Regions from separate parts of the Pan troglodytes genome. Here all the other regions are linked to region 1. A link is a contact called in public Hi-C data. All regions are on one chromosome and are shown on one strand. Each heading gives the region's core, a stretch centred on a gene start, on an enhancer-like site or on the middle of the called end of the contact. The rest is flanking DNA. Distances are from core to core; before and after follow the strand shown.

What was found. A called contact is a pair of places that touch in the nucleus more often than the background predicts.
Region 2: a Hi-C map of stem cell-derived neural progenitor cells shows a contact between it and region 1, with 1.7 times the contacts expected there. The contact joins the enhancer-like site here to the promoter of FHDC1 in region 1. A contact is called at or near these places in 2 of 7 Hi-C or Micro-C datasets (blood and stem cell-derived neural progenitor cells) and 1 of 1 datasets of contacts at active chromatin or transcription factors (stem cell-derived excitatory neurons).
Region 3: a contact with region 1 is called in a Hi-C map of stem cell-derived neural progenitor cells, with 2.6 times the contacts expected there. The contact joins the enhancer-like site here to the promoter of FHDC1 in region 1. A contact is called at or near these places in 2 of 7 Hi-C or Micro-C datasets (induced pluripotent stem cells and stem cell-derived neural progenitor cells) and 1 of 1 datasets of contacts at active chromatin or transcription factors (stem cell-derived excitatory neurons).

What each region holds. Positions count from the first base shown.
Region 1 is chr3:154,714,278-154,717,544 of NHGRI_mPanTro3-v2.0_pri, reverse strand. FHDC1 (FH2 domain containing 1) reads right to left here and starts at 1,715. Exons shown (of 12, transcript XM_016952389.4): 1 at 1,628-1,715.
Region 2 is chr3:154,861,321-154,864,523 of NHGRI_mPanTro3-v2.0_pri, reverse strand. No RefSeq gene overlaps it. Among named protein-coding and RNA genes, the nearest start is that of TRIM2, 70 kb to the left of the region's middle. Within about 2 kb of position 1,508, at least 11 of the 24 cell types and tissues checked have an H3K27ac peak or open chromatin away from gene starts, as enhancers often do. A contact at or near this core is called in stem cell-derived neural progenitor cells, where this site is marked.
Region 3 is chr3:154,905,971-154,908,903 of NHGRI_mPanTro3-v2.0_pri, reverse strand. No RefSeq gene overlaps it. Among named protein-coding and RNA genes, the nearest start is that of TRIM2, 25 kb to the left of the region's middle. Within about 2 kb of position 1,668, at least 9 of the 24 cell types and tissues checked have an H3K27ac peak or open chromatin away from gene starts, as enhancers often do. A contact at or near this core is called in stem cell-derived neural progenitor cells, where this site is marked.

The DNA.
Region 1 (3,267 bases), core at 466-2,965:
GTACGGAAGACATTCGGCCTGGGGGGTCCTGGGACACCACTTCTTTCAAGTTTGGATACGTAGCAGTTCACCAGCTCTCCGCGTTAGACAGCTGTCCGCAGCCTCCTTACATCCCCAACCCGGCACCCCGGTCCCCGCCCGAGCCACTCACCAACAAGCCACCGGCTCAGCCGCCACCGGCTGGGCCGCAAATCCCCGGGGAGCCGCGCTGGGGTCAGCAAACTGAACGCGAGTGGGCGGCCCGCGGGCCGCGCGGAGCCCCAGCCGCGTCCTTATCAGCGCCGGGCAGAAGGGCGTCGCGGCGCGAGGGTGGGGCGCCGGTGCGCGCTGAGATCGACGCCCACACGCGCCGCGCCAGCTCTGCGGCGGGAAGAGAAGCCGCGGCCTGCGGGGCGGGGACTGCGGGGCGGGCGCCCAGCGCCGGCGTTGCACGACCCTCGGCCTTCTGCAGCGCCGACTGCTCTCCCGTCCGGCGGCTGCAGCTGCTGGGTCGGCCGCCGCACCCGCTCGCCCATTCCCGGCCCCTCCAGTTGGGCGGGGGTCTTGGCCCTGCCCCCTCTCCCCGAGGGGCCCAGGCTGGAAAGCCCACGCCCCCCACGCCACGCCCCCCGGGGCGCCAGCCCCTCTGCGGGGGTTTAGCACGCTGCACCCAGAAGTTGGGTGGGAGACGGCTAACTAGGGGAGGTGTCCGTGTGATTGAAACGAAAGGGGGGGTCTTCCGGCTCGCAGACACCGGTCTGCGGCGGCCGCGCGCTCCCAACCCACCCGGAGCCTCCGCCGCGACATGTTCCCACGTCCCCCATCCAGGTCGCAGGCGCGGGGGAAAAGCCTCACGGCCGCACTGCGGCTCTGCCAAAAGGGAGCCGGATCGAGCCGCTGAGAAAAACAGAGGGGAGACTCCTGGCGTTTGAAACCGGTCAGAACCCGCTCTCCAAGAGCTGGGGACACCCCTTGTTTGGAGGCTGATCCCCAGCCCACCCGCTTCCTCCCCCTCCCCACACTCCTGCAGGCGCGGGGCGCAACTTGCAACCCGAACTTCGCGCGGCCGGAGCAAGTTTGTCGGGGCGAGAAGCGCCTGGTCCTTGGTCCGCACCACCGCACTAGGTCCCCGCCACCGCCCCACCACTGTGTCAGGGGCCAGGCGTGGCCCCTGGCTGGCTAGGGAACCGAGCGCGGCGCCGCGGCTGCGCATTCCGTGCGGGACGCCGCTGTCTCCCAAGGGTCGGGATAAACTAGGGGGCGGTTGATCTGAAAGTCTTAGCCACGACTAATAGTCAACCGCCCAGGTGCGACCCGCAGCAGCCTGGCGATGCAGCTCGTTCTCCAGACGCGGGTCCACACCGGCGGGTCCTCGCCTCCAGGGACCGATCGCTGTTCTCCGTGGCCGGGTAAGGGCGGCCGCCAAAGTCACCGGGGTGGATGTGGAGGGAGCTGGAACCTCCTCTCCAGCTTTCCCGGTGAGGCTCGGAGGAAGCCGAGACCCGGCACCCATCAGCCGCGCTTCTCGGCGCCTCAGCCTCGGGTCCCGGACAACACCCCAACCCTGACCCTCCCGAGTGGCGGGGCTCCAGCTCCCCGTGTCCCGCGCCGCGGTCGCCCCCGCCTCGGCCGCCCGACCCGCACTCACCCGCGGCCAGCGTCCCCCCCGCTCCCGGCGCGCAGACCGCTGCAGCCTCCCGCCGCTGTGTCGGCGCAGCCGCCTCCTCCCGGTCACTGCAGGCCCAGCCACCCCGGAGCGCGAGGGGGCAGGGCGGGGCGGGGCGCGGCGCAGCGGCAGCCTCAGGTAACAAAGCTGCGGCCCCGCTGCTCCTGGCCGGCCGCGAAGGGCAGCGCGCCCTTTCCTGCTCCGCCCCTCCCTCACCTCCCTTTCCACCCTCCGCGCGCCACCGTCACCGCCACGCGCTCACCTTCACCTGCGCGGGGCCCCGGGGGAGACGCCTCGGGGCACACTGCTTCCCGCACCCGAAGGCTGGTGCGGGGCTAGGCCGGGGGCCACCGAGAGAAGTAGGGGCGGCAGGAGAGGGAGATAGCTGGGCTGCCCAGAAGAGCCAGGTGTCCTCGGGGAACGGGCGAGAGGAGGCGCCAAGCTGGCTTCTGAACCTGCAAGTGCCTTTCACAAAGGAGTCTTTGCGGCAGCCTCCCAGGCACCGTCTCTTGTGCACACGGGCGCGCACACACTCTTATATACACGCGCGCGCACACACACACACACCCGCACACGCCCCCCGACGCACGCGCCAGACCACCCTCTGCCCCAACACTTGCTTCTCCCTGGAGAGCTAGCAGCACTTGGGCGAACTGTCCTGTCCCAACCCCTACAGCTGAAACCTGGCTGCGCTAGAGCTTCGCAAAGGTCAGCTCGTCCCTGGGGCCTGCCAACCTGTAAATTTGTTACCGTTTTTTATTTTGTTTTTGTTTTTAATTCTCAATGATGATGGTAACAGAAACCTTTAGGTTGTATTAAAGCGTAAAAAGACCCCTCAAAAATTTTGCCAGGCCTTATCGAATGAACGCACGCTGTCTGGGAAAGGCACACTCCTCACAGAAAGAAACAGGGGAATCGATTTAATCACATTTTTTTTCTTCAAAGTGACTTGGGGCGCCAGTGAGAAGCAAGTAGTCAAAGAAAACATCCCGGGCAAACCGGCTGACCGAAAATCCACTGTCGGGGTAGGGAGGCGCCCTCTACGGGGATGAAGTCATCGCTACCTTTGACTCTTTGATCCTAGATAACCGACCAAGACGTTTCCAGCCTAATGCCTGACGCCTTTTGCTTCCTCCATCCTGGTCCTCAGTCCCTGAACTCCCAGGACAGAATTCCTGACCTCCTTGGTCGAGCCTTGGATCGAGAAAGAGAAACTATTAGTGTAAACAAACCAATCAACCCCAAAACCAAAACTGTGCCTGCCAATAGCCCATTTCTTGGCCATTGATGGAGCATGAAGAGAAATGGATCCAATTAAGAAAATCTTAAAATCTTAAGGAGTAAGAAAATGTAATAAAGAGAAAGACAATGTCATGCTCAGGGAGCTAATATCAATCCCAAAGGAATATTGACTGTTCAGGCTCAAGTTAAATTACAGCAGATCGAAAGTGAGGAGTTGAGTGGCATCTTCTTTTCTCTTACTGTCGACCTTGTTAAATGGGGAGTCCACACCCCCTGCCTACTCCTCCCTCCTCAACCCCATGACAGTGGGCCTCACCCCCAACTGTATTGAGCATGCACTCTAAAAACAGTTACTTTTTGAGAAGTCAAGTCTGGTGACC
Region 2 (3,203 bases), core at 259-2,758, 150 kb before region 1:
ACAGGAGACCCTGGGATCTCACACCACCAGTTCCTGGCGGCTCTATTCCTGCAAATGGTGTGTTGGAACCAACATTCAAAGTAACTACAGGTAAAGAAGTAGGTGCATGGCATCCCAAGGTGGATGTTGTTGATCAGCGAAGGACTGAACTGCTGCCAATAGCAACACGAACCCACTCCCTGAAGCCCCAGTGAGGCCTCTAACTGGTAGCGCCCAATTGGATGTGTGAAAATAAGAATGAACTGAACTTGGCCTGGGAAGATGAAGACACGGTTTGTGACAGATGCACAGCCCGGGGCTGGCTTCCCATAGATCCAGCTTTTGAGCCCACAGATGGCATCTTCAGGGAGACGTCACGGAACCATGGATGGTGTTGCCACATGCATGCTCTGACAACCTCAGCCAAATGAGAAGGAGCAGGGGCTGTCCTCAGTGTGTTGACTCTTCCCTGCTGGTGGCGTCAGGGACATCCTGGCCACCCCAGCAGAGGCCTGCCTCGTTCCCACACTCTGAGATTAAACCCTGAGGGTGGAAATGAGACAGTGATGCCTCAGGACTTGGGAAATGAAGGGTAAAAGTGGCGATGGATTCTTCTATCCTAGTCCTCTGCCTAAGGGTGAGTGTGTGAGTGTGTATGTGCATGCAGACTAAATAATAAAACTGGGTGACTGCCCCACATCAAACGTTGCCATGGAGAGAAAGTGAAATGCAGGGAGGTGAGCAGGACTATTTCACCGGGGTACAAGGATTCCAAATTCCAAAGGCATTGTTCTTACCTCTCCCCATACTGCACTGCAAACTCACAGCCGCTCTCCAGATTTTGGAAACGTCTGTGGGGAGATCGAGTCATTTCATTAAACTCATGAAGTGAGAAGTTTTACCTGTCGTAATTCTGGCTAAGTTCAGTCTTTTGGAAAAGCAGTAAAAGATGTTTGCTAAGGAAAAGAAAATTATAAAGGTCACTATGTTCATTTAAAACTGAGTTTTCCAAATTAAATTCCTGTTTTCTTAGTGAAAGAGAAAAAAAACCCAGTATTGGTCTCCAAAAGATAATTTAAAAAAAATTAAACTGAAGTGATTTATTTAGAAAGCCAGCGTAAAGAATGAAGCATTTATCTCCCCCTAAAGCAAGGTCACCCAAACCCTCTGAGAGCTAGAAGTCAGCTATGAATCCAGCATCAGCATGCTTGTTGGGAGCAATTAGCACTGAGTCAGGTCCGCATGCATGTTGGGAGCTGATACGACCTTAATTGTTGCATCCCACTGTGTGAAGAAATAAGCACTTATATTAGCTCTAGGTCAATGACTGTGGCTCCCCCACATTTATGAGCTTGGAGTCTTGTCAGGCTGAACAAATAAAATAATACTTGTGGCTCCTTTGGTCCCAGCATCTTCCCAGGGATTGACTGTTCTTCCCGTGAAATGTCAGCTTTCATCAGCAAAGAGAACAAAGCAAGCCAGAATATTAGCTTGAGGAGGACTAAGGCACCATCTGGTGGCCGTTTACTATAAATCTTTGCCTCAGATGCAAATTCCTCGCACAAAGGAGCCCTGCCTTCTGATCTGTAGGCTGCGGGGAAGCAGTCGGCGTGACCTGGGAAAGCTGGAGAATACCCACACTTCCACAGCACAGCAGGCTTCTTTTAAAGGTTTGTCCCAGTGTAAAGTCCTCAGCCCCAAGTTTTATAACAACATCCTCACCACGAAGCCCAGAGAGGGAGCACCCCCTGAGGTCTTCACAGCTTGAGAAAAAGAAAGAGCCATTTGGGCTGTAACATTTTAGAAGGTTCTTGAAAGGAAAAGATGCCCAAGAAATCCTACTTTTTTTCCTCATGAATATTCTGCAGTACATAGAAAAAATATAAAGATCCTGCCTGTCCGGTTACTCTTCTCATTTAAAACCTTCTTAATTGACTAAAGAGCATTTTTACAAGACAAGTGCATTACAGACTTACCCTTCCCCAAGTGCAACCTCTCCCGTTGGGCTCCCTGACCACAGACTGGCCTTTGTCCTCCCTGACAGATGGCAATGACTAAAGTGACCCCAACTTGACATTTTTCAATCAGCAGCCACAGAGCAAGGCCATCACTGAGCAAAATTCCCAAGTGAGTGAAGTTCTGCCCTGAAGTCCCTTCTCCCCACTCCAGCCGCCCGTATCCATCCCCTTCACCCCCTTCTCTCCCCAGCCCCGCTATTGACCCATCCTGACCGAGGTGTGGGGGTGTGTCTCAATTCTGGAAAGTCTTGCTTGCTAGGATGAAATGCTCTCTCAGAGGATTTCCACATTACCAGGGAGGGGCTCTGTAAAACCTGTATGAGCCAAAGGATAGAGTTTCCAATCATGTCATCTGGGGAGGGGGTGACAAGTTGTGACACATGACTCTGGGGAGTAGACCCTGCTTGAAGCCCCTCAACTGTGGAGAGCTACAGCTTTGCCTACTGGTAAGGCTGGCCCTACAGAGAGGAGCCCTAAGACCCTGAGCTTCACACTCAGTGAATGAACGCGCTTCTTCCTGGTGCCGGCCCCGTGCCCATGGCTCTCGTCTGCATGAGCGAAGAAACTTTACCACTTCTGTCTCCTGCTGTGGTTGGTAGAGCTGTGTTTAGACTTGCCTGGTCTGAAATAAATAGTCGGGCACTTCTCAGAAACAGGCAGTTCACACTAATTAACAGGAAGAAGATGAAACAGGAACCCAGCTCAGAAGAGCTGTTCACCTCACAGATCAAGAGTAACCTGGTGTGGGAGGGGGCCGGGGTGTGGAGGAAGGAATGGGTGCCACTGAGAGGAAAAGTTTTCTCAGCACGAATTGGCTTGGGTTTCCTTGTTTGGGGCTAGAAAGGGGAGAAAGGAGGACAACTGCTTATCACTCACTTGCCTGGACACTATATTTAACACTAGAGGGGTCACCAATGAACCCCCATTTGCAAAGGTCAAAGGATGGCACCACTCATCAGTTTGCTGTTTCAAGAGGCCGAATGCAGCTGGACTCCAGTTAATAAGGAGAAAGAGCAGAGTTACACACAGGGTACTGCAGGACCGTTTTGTTTGTTTGTTTGTTTTTAGCTGGAATAATCTCTAAGTGCCCAAGGAGAGGCATCCTGGAGGCCACTTGTTGTGCTGCAGCTTCTGGAATGCAGAGGCCACTGCCACAGACTGGCTCCGAGAGAGGACAAGGGGAAGACCCCACAGTGTGGAGCACTC
Region 3 (2,933 bases), core at 419-2,918, 190 kb before region 1:
TGGTGATGGTGGTAATGGTGATGGTGGTGGTGGTGGTGATGGTGGTGATGGTGGTGATGGTGGTGGTGGTGGTGGTGATGGTGGTGATGGTGGTGATGGTGGTGGTGATGGTGGTGATGGTGGTGGTGGTGGTGGTGATGGTGGTGATGCTGGTGGTGGTGGTGGTGGTGATGGTGGTGGTGGTGGTGGTGATGGTGGTTGTGGTGATGGTGGTAGTGGTATGGTGGTGGTGATGGTGGTGGTGGTAGTGGTTATGGTGGAGGTAGTGGTATGTTGGTGGTGGTGGTAATGGTGGTGGTGATGCTGATGGTGGTGATGGCAGTGGTGACAGTAGTGGTGGTGGGGGTAATGGTGGCAGTTGTGGTGATGGTGGTAGTGGTGGTGGTGATGGTGGTGGCTAACATTTATTGAACATTTATTAAATGCAAGGCACTGTGCCCAGCACCTACCACAGGTTAGCTCATTTAATTCCCCCCACTATTATCCCCCTTTTTCATATAGTGAGACTGAGATTTACAAACTTTAAGTAATCTTCCCAAGGTCTTATGTTACTGAGTGATAGACCTGAAATTTGCTGATGATCCACAAACTGAACAGTCCCACAAGTGAGGTTAAGGGAATGGCAAGGCCATGGGGATTCTATTCCCCTCTTCTCGGCTGAGTGAAAAAAAAAAGTAAATACAGAGTATTATGCTCTGTAATCTTCAGTCTGGAGAGACTGAAATAAATGTTTCACTTTTGATAAACAGGACTTTAGGTGAGTAGAGAATATTGCTCTAAGCACTTTGTGATAAATTATTGATTTTATTTGGGATTTACATGGAATAATTGATCTTCATGTAGTGATTTTAAAGATCCAGTTATCTTTACTGAAAACAAATGTCCTACACACCTTTGCTATTTATCTTGTTTCTACTCTTTTAAAAGGAAGGCTTTGTTTGTTTGTTTTTTAGGGATAGGGTCTTGCTCTGTTGTCCAAGCTGGGGTGCAGGGGCGCGATCACAGTGCCCTGCAGCCTGAAACTCCCAGGCTCAAGGGACTCTCCCACTTCAGCCTCCTGAGTAGCTGGGACTAGAGAAATGGCTACCATGCCTGGCTAATTTTTGTATTTTTTGTACAGACAGGGTCTCTCTATGTTACCCAGGCTGGTCTGGAACTCTTGGGCTCAAGCGATCCTTCTGCCTCAGCCTCCCAAAGTGCTTGGATTACAGGTGAGAGCCATTGCGCCAGGCCAGGAAGCCGTTTAAATCATATAAATTCAAAAATAATTCAAATAGAGAAAGAAAATAAATCGTTAATTTTTAAAATGAAATTTTGGCTATAAAAGAAAGTCATACCTTTTTAAGAAACACGATTAAAAGAATAGATTCTCTGGTCTCTCCAAATCACACTGAAAATCCCAAAGCAAGCTGTTTAATCTTCTAACATAAAAGCAGGCCCTTTGAATGCAGGGAACATGTCATAATTTCTTTTGTGTTCTCTACCAAGAACATTCAAATTCAGGGCCCGCTTGATAACCAGACCAATGCTTTACAGAATTTGCAATTAGTGGATTGTCCAGAAGAGGGCGCGCGTTGCCCATGTTACTCAAAGGCGCCGCCAGACCCGGCCGAAGCTGAGTAGCTAAGAACAAAAGATGCACATTCCTCTCTGAGGACAGAACAAAAGGGTGGATTTTAAAAAGCAAAAGAAACGCAACATTTAACGCTGCCTCCCATAATCTCCACGAACACCCTACAACTCAGCCACAGCTGGTCACAGGCAGGCTGAATATTACATTGTAAAAAACAAACTGGAAAGCAGCTGTTTTTAAAACAGATATCGTTTGCTTGGTGTAATTCCATCCGGGTAATGCCTATTTATTCAACAGTCAATTCTGCCTGAGTTGTGTTTTCCCGTTACGAGATGCAGGTGGGCATCGCTGAATCCAAAACCAGTACATAGTAGAGACAAAAGTATAGATGCTCCATTTTGTAAGATCGTGGTGGGACACTGCATTCCCCCAAATAATGCCTCGTATTCTCACCCCTCACTTTGTTTGCTCTCATTACCAGTGAAAAACGCATCTCATCCACATGAATAGCTCCACTCAAATGATAATGCTTTTTTTTTTTCTGAGACAGAGCCCAGGCTGGAGTACAGTGGCGCAATCTCGGCTCACTGCAACCTCCGTCTCCCGGGTTCAGGCGATTCTCCTGCCTCAGCCTCGCGAGTAGCTGAGATTACAAGCGCGCACCACCACGCCCAGCTAAGTTTTCGTATTTTTACTAGAGATGGGGTTGCTCCATGTTGGCCAGGATGGTCTCGAACTCCTGACCTCAAGTGATCTGCCCACCTCAGCCTCCCAAAGTGCTGGGATTACAGGCGTGAGCCATGGCGCCCGGCCTGATAAAGCTTTTTAAAACTTAGTTATAGCCACTTTCATGGTCAGCTTTTAAGAAAGCAGTAAATATTCCTCAGCAAAGGCAAAGATAGCAATATCTCAGAGCAGGCAACTCAAAGCAAACACACAAAAGGAAAACCCAGCCCCCTTGTTTACTTACGGGTCTTCAAGCTCCTAATATTGACATGAGTTTCTGAGGTCTCCTGTGCATTTTCTTTTCTACAGCAAACAACAGGGCTTTTAACCTGTAAAGAGGTAGATCTGGCTGCCCCAGAAAGGTGGGTTAACTGTCCCCCAACAGACTAAAGGAGAGTGAACGGTGCTGAAGAGCAACAGGCAAGAAGTCTTAGGAAAATAAGCTCCTCTGCATGAGTTATAGTGAGGCATTAGCGAATTTGGGGCGAAGACCCAGAACAGGAAACAGCCATCAGATTTGCGTTTGAGAAGTATTCAGCTACAGCTTTTTCTTAGGGTCTGTTTGAAAGTATTACATTTAACTTCAGCATGCCTTTCCAAAAGGTATATTTAGAAGCAATTAGGTTAAAAGCTT